Linked DNA regions of Sus scrofa: all the other regions are linked to region 1. A link is a contact called in public HiChIP or PLAC-seq and promoter capture Hi-C data. All regions are on one chromosome and are shown on one strand. The core of a region is the stretch at or near the end of the contact, and the rest is flanking DNA. Distances in the headings are between cores, read along the strand shown.

Region 1 (3,107 bases), core at 500-2,999:
CTGCTTTCTTCTCCTTCCCCTCCCCCACCCTAGGAGTGCCAGCCTGGCAGGACTAAAGATGACCCAGGAAGGAAAAAGAGAGAGAGTAGCGGACCTGGTGAAAGCAGAGATACAGACTGCCTTCATGGCTGCTACACAGAAATACCAACTCTCTGTACCCACCAACCCGGTTTCACCTTTCCTCTCCCATCTCTACAAACAGATTAACTTCTGCAGCCTGAGGGTCTGGCATTTCAAGTTAACGACCTCAGCAGTCCTAAACCCAATTCCTCAAAGATCCTAAACCAGGCACTTCCTTTCCTTGCCAGAGTGGGAGGCCCATCCCACGGGAAGATTCAGCTTCCTTTATCTTGCAACCTTCCCAGACTTCGATTCTTCTAGGGTCAAGTTCAAGATGAAGGTGCCCTCCTAACCTCCCCGAGTTTATTCCAGCAAGGAAGGGCGCTACCGAGACGAGTACCATCCCTCGAGGCACCGGGATCTGGGGCTGCCAAGGGTGGGCTGGAGGGAGTTGGTACGGGAAAGACTGTCACGGAGCCGGGTGACCTCCGAACCCCCGGGCGCAGCGCCGTATTTCTACCTGGCCACCGCCGCATTTCCTCCCGGAGCCTCACACAATAAGTGAAGTAAGTTTTGAGAACGCCGGTCTAGCGACGTCTCTGTCGGCAAACACCGCACACAATGCCTTAGGGCTTCCTTCCTCGCCAGCCGTTCCGGAAAGCTCCAGCGCCAAAGCCGGGAGCCCCTCACACCCACAACGTGGCGCGCCCGCACCCCAAAGTCCTGCAGGAAGAACTTGCCCCCGATATATGTTTCCCAAAAGAAGTAAGCACGCTTCACTCTCCAAGAACGGGAGGGTACATAACCTTAATACAATTCCAACTCTCCTTCAATCTCTAATCCTAATTCACCTACCCCTTCCCCCAAAAAACGTGGATATACTCATCGCAATGTTCTTGGAAGCGAAGCAATACTTTCAACTCTGCTGGGGTTTAAGTTCACGCGTCAACTTCGCGACCCGCGCTCACCTACACTCCCGGGGCGCCCTGGACCCCACGGTGGCAGGCGCACCTCTCCCCCGCCTCTCCTGCCCCAGGTACCAGGCGCAGCCAGGCCCTTGCCAAGCCCAGAGGCTACAGAGGAGGCGGGAAGGGGGGCGCGGAGACGCGCCGGGCGGGGGTGATCCCGAAACTCGAGCGTGCCGCCGCGCGTTCCCAGTGCCCCCGAACCCCAGCTCCACCCGGGGCCCGCTCGGTCCGTCGCAGTGGGGAAGCTAAAAGAAGGCACCGATTCTCCAGAGACGCCAGGACCAAGGCCCGGAGCGCCCAACATGTCCGTGCCTATCCCCGGAAAGCTCCCGGGTGTGCCCAGCGAAGGGGGGCAGGGAGGCTCCAGAAACTTTCCCACATGCCTTTCCACTCTCCCCATCACCCTCTCCTCTTCCCGGGACCCCCAGCTCCCCTCTGCACTGCAGCAGCTGGTCCTGCCCCGGACGCGCGGAGCCCGGCGGCGGCGCCAGAGCGGCGGGAGTTACCTGCAGGGAAAGTTTCCAGCTCCTCCGCGCTGCTCCCCACCCCCAGGGCCGGGCCTCGGGGCGCGGCCAGCTCTGCGCTCCGCGGCTACCTCTCCTCCGACTCCCAAGGCGGCCGCTGCTCCCGCAGCTGCCACAGCTAAGGCTGCGCTCCCGCCCGTCCCCCCTCCTCGCACAGCCCACAGCCGGGCCTCATTGGCAGCGCGAATCCCCGCCCTTGCGCGTGTTCCCGAAGGCACCTTCCTCTCGCGCGCCCGCCCGGGCCGCGCCTCCCGCGCCCCTCCCAGCCCTGGGCTGCGGCAGCTCCTGGGACCCGCTGGGGTGCGGTGCGCGAACTTTCTATAGGGTCCCCCCACCCCCGACCTTCCCCCAGTGGGGCTAGGCCCCCGATGCTTCGCTTAGGCCCCTCCAGGATTGGATCAAGATGGGTGATAATCTTTTTTTCAACCTCTACAAATCAGTGAAGTGGCCCGGCCTCCCCCCTCCTTGCTGCTTTTTGAAAGCAGCGGAGGAGGACATATGGGAGCAATTAACCAAGCTGAAATTTTGGTGGATGCTTTAGGGTGACTTGTGTGGCTTTCTTGAATTTTCTCTGCCTCACTTAACTACACACCACACACACGTGCGCGCGCGCGCTCAAACATTCACTTTCTGGAGCAAGATTGAGTTCAGGCAGATGGAAGGTGTAAGGGGCATCTCGCCTGCTGTGTCTTTTTCTTTCCCAAATGCGAATTAGGGACTTTCAGGAGCCCGTGATTGCCTCCTGCGCCCCTGGGACCAGGTCCCAGAGCCTCCAATCGCTCTGGGGTGGCCCTGTGTTGTTCTGTGCTGTATTTACGCAGGGCCAACATCGTGCTTGTATCGGCGGGAGGAGGGAGGTATGGAGGTAGGAGAAACACAAAGATGCTATTATTGTTTCGGTTGGCAGCAGTAAATTAAATTACCAAGTTTCTAAAATGTATTGTTATACCCTAGCAGAGGAAAACCAGGATAGGGCCCAAAGATTCTGGAGTCCCCCCAAGATCCCAGGCAAGCAATTCAGGCTGGGGGGCTCGGCCCAGTCCACACCCGAAGCCCTTTAAATCAGCCTTGGTCACGGAGGGATCAGCTAAGACTGTTGCTGCCTTGCATGGCCTGTGGGAATCGTGCACCGGTCACCCAGATAATGTGTCTGGAGCAGGGAATACAGAAGTTGCTATAAATGGATTTATTGGCAACCCCTAACCTTATGTGGCAAACCCGCCTTTAAAGACAACTGTGTTTTAATCAAGTTCCCCCATAAAAACTTCAACCTCACGCAGAGCTTCCCAATATAAAGATTCCTAGTAAGAGGAGAGTCCATATGTAAAGTTCCTGTGAAAAGGGACAGGAAGTAAAATGACATACAATCTCTTTACATAAATAAAAGATGACTGAAATTTGCTGGCTTTTTCACCCACAGTTTTAAAGGCTTGATTATTACTGTCCTGATATTTGAACAGTAAACATATCAGCAGCCTTGAAGTCGTCCTGAAACAAAGCAGGATATGAATATTTAAAACATAAACTTACTAAACCAGAAAAGCTATTGACTTAT
Region 2 (3,136 bases), core at 591-3,090, 68 kb before region 1:
AGCTTGTTACAAGGTGATGAACCAGGGCAAGGAATGGCCTGGTGCCCAGGCTTTCCTTCTCTGGGCACTTTTACACAGTCCAATAAATGCGGTACGGTTTTAACCTTGGCCATCTAGTTCTAAAATAAATTAGGATATGCCTGTAGCAATAACGCAGTGGAGAGCGGAATCAAATGCAAATGGGCTGCAGGGCATCATCTCTTCCCACAGCAAAAGCAGATATATCAAGACAGGGGTCGCTGTGCTCTTATCTGAAATTTGTAAAGGAAACCATTCTCAGGCAATAAACATTTGGTTGCAGTCCATGGTCTCAAAGTGGGACTGCCACAGGGGACCATGGGAAAGGTCCCATGGGAATGGTTTTATTTTTTTTAATCCACTCCAACAGCCACAAAATGGAAGAATATCAGAGGTCCAGATGATAAAAAAGTCAAAGACAAGTTATGCTAGAAACAAAAGCCAAACATATACAGACTTTTTTGTTTCTTTTCTTTTCTTTCTTTCTTTTTTTTTTTTTAATGTTAACAAATCCGGTCTAAAAGGAAGATAGGAAAGAGAGAAGGGTGTCATTCAAGGCAGGAGCCTGTGACCTCTTAAGTGCCATGGACTGTGGCAGCAATCTAGACCCTCCAAACAGAATATTCTGCAAGATTTTGATATAGAAAATGTGATTACAAAGAAAATAAATTTAATTGAAACAGAAATCAAAACATTCAAAAAGCAAATCTGTGATAATAGTGATGTCTGCTTAACGCATAAATAACATGACACAGCAGGTCTAAGAGCGACTGCAGTTTTCTGAGCAGCGACAGGCACAACATAGTTTAAACTACCTCCTGCAACCTTATCCAAACATCTGTAACGTTTATGTGCCAAAGCCACAGGTGCTATCGACAGTGCATGGTTTATTACCCATTTTCACGACTGAAAGAAAACCCACATTTTGGTTAGAAATTAGTGAAAGTTAAAATGTAAAAATTTATCCACCCATCAGAGTTCACAGACCCTCTGCAGTGCATCCAGGAGTCAGGGGCCCTGACCTAGAGAATCAGACCCAATGGAACAATTACTCGGACTTGCCAAGAGCGCTGCAAACAGCCCAGGAGTTTCTAGAGAAAGAGTAGCTCAGTTTTATCCCACTCGTGGAACTACTGACATCCAGGAAATTAAGCAGTAATTTACTGATCATCAGGCTTGGGTATTCCACACATGCACTATTAGCAATTACATGCCAAATTCCATGATTAGTTTTCAAAGTAGTCTGTAAAAGTGCTACTTAAGAAAGTCCATCACCACCAAATCATTAACTCATTCACAAGAGCCAGCCTGGCCCTGCATGAAAGAGACCTGTGGAAATTTACAGCGTGAGACAATATACGGGAGCGGGAAAGCCAAGGTGAACATGCGAGAAAGTTATGTTTTACATTGGTTTTGTTTGTTTTCTTAGATGCTCTTCATATCCTTTTAAAAAGAATTTAAGGTCTAGCAAGTGCAGTCTTTCAATTAACTGGATCAAGCTTCCTACTGAGGCTGGTAACCCAGGCTTGGCCTCTCCTGCCTCACTGCCTCACACAGTCAGACCATTCCCCAGCTGCGTGCCCTAAATCAGGGGATGCCCTGTGAAGATAAATATAATTCAGAGTCCAAAATACACGGACTTGCATTGGGCCCTTGCCAATTTCTCATGGATCCTGGGTAACTGAGACAGTTTTTGTTTTCATGGTTAGGACCTACAACAACAGCTGCAAAAGTGTAATACTTTCTCTAGACTAATAAAATTACCTAAGTCTGGCTCACTGTTTCAGCTGTGGCAGCAGCCAAACTTCCCAGAAAGCTGCAAGCCTTGTGTAGTTTCCAGAAGAGCTGGGATGGTAGCTCTGAGCTAAACTGGAGGCCTTCAACCCCTACCCGAGAGCCAAAATAACAAAAAGAAAAACCCTAAGTTTTGAATTACAGAGTAATTCCTAGGCATGGGGATTACGAATGTCATTTTTAGGAGTCAGATAAAACTTTAATCAAACCTATAAAAAGTTAAGCTTTACACTTGAAGTTACGTGACATGCCATGTATGAACAGAGACTTTTTTTTTCCCTCTAAAACCCAGTGAAAGGTTCAATTAAAGCCCTTAATCTGGCAGTGAAACCTTTGATCATGGATTCTGTCACCACCTCTCAACACATACAGACAGTATGAAACATAACTCAGACCTAAGGAACAAAATCGGTATTGTGGAGTGGCATGGAAACCACACACACATACATATACCCATAGATCCCGCTCCTTTCAGGGAGGGGGAGGGGGTGCAGGAGGGCGGGGGAGTCACAAAAGCTACAGTCTCCAAACTGAAAAGGTTCCTTATACACAGTACATGGAGCATAGTTACAAAGTTATTTCCTAAAAATAAGTGTGTGGTCCCAAGGCCTCCTTTAAAGAGAAACAGCCCCATTAGAACCCAGTGGAAAACAGGAACACATGTTTCTTGAATGTCTTTGAATGAGAGATGGTGGATGTGAAGCCCAGCTAGATATAATGATGTTGCACAGATGTACTGAGTTGTCACAGTCTCACTGAAACATCTTTCCGGTAGAGCAAAGTTTGCAAGTCTGCCAACAAAGCTGGATATCAAATAATAAATAGCAGGTCCTTGTCTTTATGGAGTCAAACTTTCCAAGCCAGCTCCCTTCTGCCTTTTTACAAACCGAATAAAGCCTATTTTTCAATGCACTGAGAATTCATTGAAAACCACAAAGACATTCATTTCCAATTCAGACTTATGTTATGACTTCTTATCATTATCTCCTCTTATCAATTCAGTAAATCTGTAACAAATAGAAGAACTTCACGCTACAAATCCAACAAGCCATCATGAAAACAACAGCAGAGGTGGGAACGCAAACATACTTTGTGGCCCGCACTGTTATGTTTTTCAAATGATGAAGTATCTGGTTTAGTCCTCACAACAAGGAGGAGGTAGGAACTATAACTGTCTTCCCTGAGAGATAAAGAAATTGAGAGAGAAACTTAGCAGCCTACCTGAGGCCTCAGCCTCCCTCTTAACTTGGCAATGAACTTCCTCTCATGGACCAAAGAGCATTAGAAGCTTGCCTTTGTTACCAAGCCTTGGATCCCAAGATCA
Region 3 (3,070 bases), core at 97-2,596, 110 kb before region 1:
GAATTTTATGAGATAATCACATATTCTTTGTCAGTGTTTCTTGAACCTTGCTATATATTGGAATCACCTGGGAAGATTTTTTTAAAATCCCAATGCCGGAAGTTCCCATTGCAGCTCAGCGGTAATAAGCCTGACTAATATCCATGAGGATGTGGGTTTGATCCCTGGCCTTGTTCAGTGAGTTAAGGATCCAGCGTTGCCATGAGATGTGGTGTAGGTTGCAGACGCCGCTTGGATCCTGAGTTGCTGTGGCTGTGGTATAGGCCGGCAGCTGTAGCTCTGATTCAACCTCTAGCCAGGGAACTTCCACATACTGTAGGTGCAAGCCTAAAAAGCAAAAAAATAAAAATAAAATAAAATAAAATCCCAGTGCAGAGACCATACCTCATAGGCATTAAGTCAGAATCTCTGGGCATCAGTGCATGGTACAGCCAAATTGTGTGTGGGTGAACCAGGCCTCACAGGCAGGAGAATAAACAGCACTCAAAGGTTCACGGTGGAACAAACCCAATGCACACAGGTCTGTGTGTGAGCACAGAACAACCAAGTGTGTGTCCTGGTCAAAGCTGCAGGAAGCAGTAAGGCACAGGTGGCTGCCTGCTCCTTGCAGGAGGCGATCCTATAACAAGTCTGCAGGGAAAAACAAAAAGAATGTCGTCCAGTTCACCATAGCAGAAGGAACTATCCTTGCTGAAGGTCAGAGCCCCGACTGATGTTCTGCTCATCAGTGGACCTGACCACTCACCAGTGACAGCAAGGCTTAGAACTAGCTGGTTCTACAAGTAGACGTGCACTGGGATTCTGCTTCCAGGGTTTTCCTCTACTTCCCTGGAAGGAAGCCTCCAGATACATGTGTGCACAACCTTAAGTCTACAGCCTCCCCCACGCTTGCAACCAGAACACACTGCCACGTCATTTACAGCTCATATGTCAACAATGCACAGACAACAATGCAGAGTGGCAGAGGAGAACATGCTGGAGGGGTGGGGTGGCTGGACTTAGGCCAGCCTCCACCAATAACTTGCATACTGGGGCAAGCTCTGTTATGATGAGTCTCTGCTTCCCTATCTGCCCAGCGGCTCGGCTAGCTGTGCTCGAGAGGTCTTGCCAACCCTAACCTGTCTGGGATCCTCCATGACCCGCATACAGAAGAGACTGCAGCTGTAGCTAAAACTAGAAGCCAGCTGAGTGTTGTTCTGATCGTGAACTTGACCTGACTCAGCTGTGATAATTCCCCTGCTGCAGTTACAAGGAAAGAAAGAAAACGGAAATTGAGAAGCGCAGACAGAAGGGAAGTTCAAAAGAAGAGGGTTATGGAATGACTTCTCAGTCTCCTCTTGCAAATTCTCACTGGTCCACAGCCAGGCCTGATAAAGCAGCAACTGTCATTGTCCATTCAAGACCATTCCCAAAAGATGTTAACTTCAAAAGGAAGCTGCTCAAAGAACATTGGAGAAAGTACAAAAAAACAACACAGATTTACTTAAGGTGACCGGGCAGTATGTATCAAGAATCTTTAGGACTGCCCTGCGAGCCTAGCAGTTAAGGATCTGGTGTTGTCACTGCTGTGTTGTGGGTTTGATCCCTGGCTCAGGAACTTCTGCATGCTGCAGGTGTGGCCAAAACAAAGAATATTTTAAAATGCAGTGATTTAGCTCAATACTTACATTTCTGGGAAACTGTCACTCTTGAGAGATCAGATATGTGTAAAAATTACTGAACAAAAATATTCAAATTGGGAGCTCTGGAGACTGGGTGCACAATAGTGTGTGTACTTAACTGAACTGTACACTTAAAAATGGTTAAGATGGGAGTTCCCGTCGTGGCGCAGTGGTTAACGAATCCGACTAGGAACCATGAGGTTGAGGGTTTGGTCCCTGCCCTTGCTCAGTGGGTTAACGATCCGGCGTTGCCGTGAGCTGTGGTGTAGGTTGCAGACGCGGCTTGGATCCCGTGTTGCTGTGGCTCTGGCGTAGGCTGGTGGCTACAGCTCCGACTCAACCCCTAGCCTGGGAACCTCCATATGCCGCGGGAGCGGCCCAAGAAATAGCAACAACAACAACAACAAAAGGCAAAAGACAAAAAAAAAAAAAAAAAAAAAAGGTTAAGATGGCAAATTTTGCTGTGTTTTATCACAAGCAAAATTAAAAATTCATAGGCATTTAATAGCAAAAACAAAACAGCTTGGTTTGTACTACAATTTAAAAAAAACTAAAAATAGTTATAAATAAAACAGTCAGAAGTTAAAAATCAATTATGGAATACTGAAACAATGGACATTAAATATCAAGTTCCTCAAGCAAACTGGAACTTGCTCATGATATAATATTCAGTGAAAAATGGCAGACCACATGTGTGGTCTCAGGTTTAGGAGGAATAGATTTAAAAAAAAACAAAACTAGAAAATCAAAACACTAAGAGTAGTACTGTCTCTGTGTCAGGATTTCCACATTTTCTACAAGAAACATCCCTAGCGGGGGAAGGGAAAGAGGGCCTTGGTGACATTAACTCATGGTCTAAGAATCAAAGGGCAGAATGACTTTCACTTTACAGCCCATCAGCTTTGAGGTTTTTCCCTTAAAGAAACAGCCGGAGGGGTTTTCAAAACCACTACATCAGCTCTATCAACGGAGACACAACTGGAAACAGCAGAGGTACAAATACAGTAGTTCCCTCTGTGTTTCAAGACCCCTGGTGCATGCCTGAAACCACCGATAGTACTGAACTCTCTACGTACTATGTTTTTTCCTATACATACATACCTATGATAAAGTTTAATTTATAACCTAGGTGTAGTAAGAGATTAACAACAATAACTAATAATAAAATAGAATGGGTCTCTCTCTCAAAGTATCTTTCTGCACAAATTTAATGTCTTTTCCATCTTAACTAAGCATTTCTCACACATCCTGGCCATAACTTTTGTTGTCTGAAGTATGTCAGGAAAGCTAGCACAAATTTATTCTTCCTTCTTCACAATTTCATGGATAGAAGAGTTGTTCTTACTGTAGGTCTTAGCTACCTCGGCACACAATTTTTTTTTCTTTATTTTTTGGCTGCCTGGTGGCAT

What was found. Promoter capture Hi-C pulls out the DNA fragments that hold promoters and counts their contacts. HiChIP or PLAC-seq counts read pairs in DNA pulled down with a chosen protein or histone mark.
Region 2: a promoter capture Hi-C map of fetal skeletal muscle shows a contact between it and region 1, with 4 times the contacts expected there. The contact joins the enhancer-like site here to the promoter of TANC1 in region 1. A contact is called at or near these places in 2 of 5 promoter capture datasets (fetal skeletal muscle and liver), 5 of 47 Hi-C or Micro-C datasets (alveolar macrophages, embryonic fibroblasts, fetal heart ventricle and 2 more) and 1 of 2 datasets of contacts at active chromatin or transcription factors (skeletal muscle).
Region 3: an H3K27ac HiChIP or PLAC-seq map of skeletal muscle shows a contact between it and region 1. The contact joins the enhancer-like site here to the promoter of TANC1 in region 1. A contact is called at or near these places in 2 of 5 promoter capture datasets (fetal liver and liver), 8 of 47 Hi-C or Micro-C datasets (alveolar macrophages, brain, embryonic fibroblasts and 4 more) and 1 of 2 datasets of contacts at active chromatin or transcription factors (skeletal muscle).

Annotation. Positions count from the first base shown.
Region 1 is chr15:65,918,810-65,921,916 of Sscrofa11.1, reverse strand. It overlaps TANC1 (protein TANC1), which reads right to left and starts at 1,749. Exons shown (of 26, transcript XM_021074763.1): 1 at 1,535-1,749.
Region 2 is chr15:65,986,970-65,990,105 of Sscrofa11.1, reverse strand. The region is part of intron 1 of TANC1 (protein TANC1); the gene reads right to left. Among named protein-coding and RNA genes, the nearest start is that of TANC1, 68 kb to the right of the region's middle. Within about 2 kb of position 1,840, at least 7 of the 83 cell types and tissues checked have an H3K27ac peak or open chromatin away from gene starts, as enhancers often do. A contact at or near this core is called in fetal skeletal muscle and liver, where this site is marked.
Region 3 is chr15:66,031,872-66,034,941 of Sscrofa11.1, reverse strand. The region is part of intron 3 of TANC1 (protein TANC1); the gene reads right to left. Among named protein-coding and RNA genes, the nearest start is that of TANC1, 110 kb to the right of the region's middle. Within about 2 kb of position 1,346, at least 26 of the 83 cell types and tissues checked have an H3K27ac peak or open chromatin away from gene starts, as enhancers often do. A contact at or near this core is called in liver, omental adipose tissue and skeletal muscle, where this site is marked.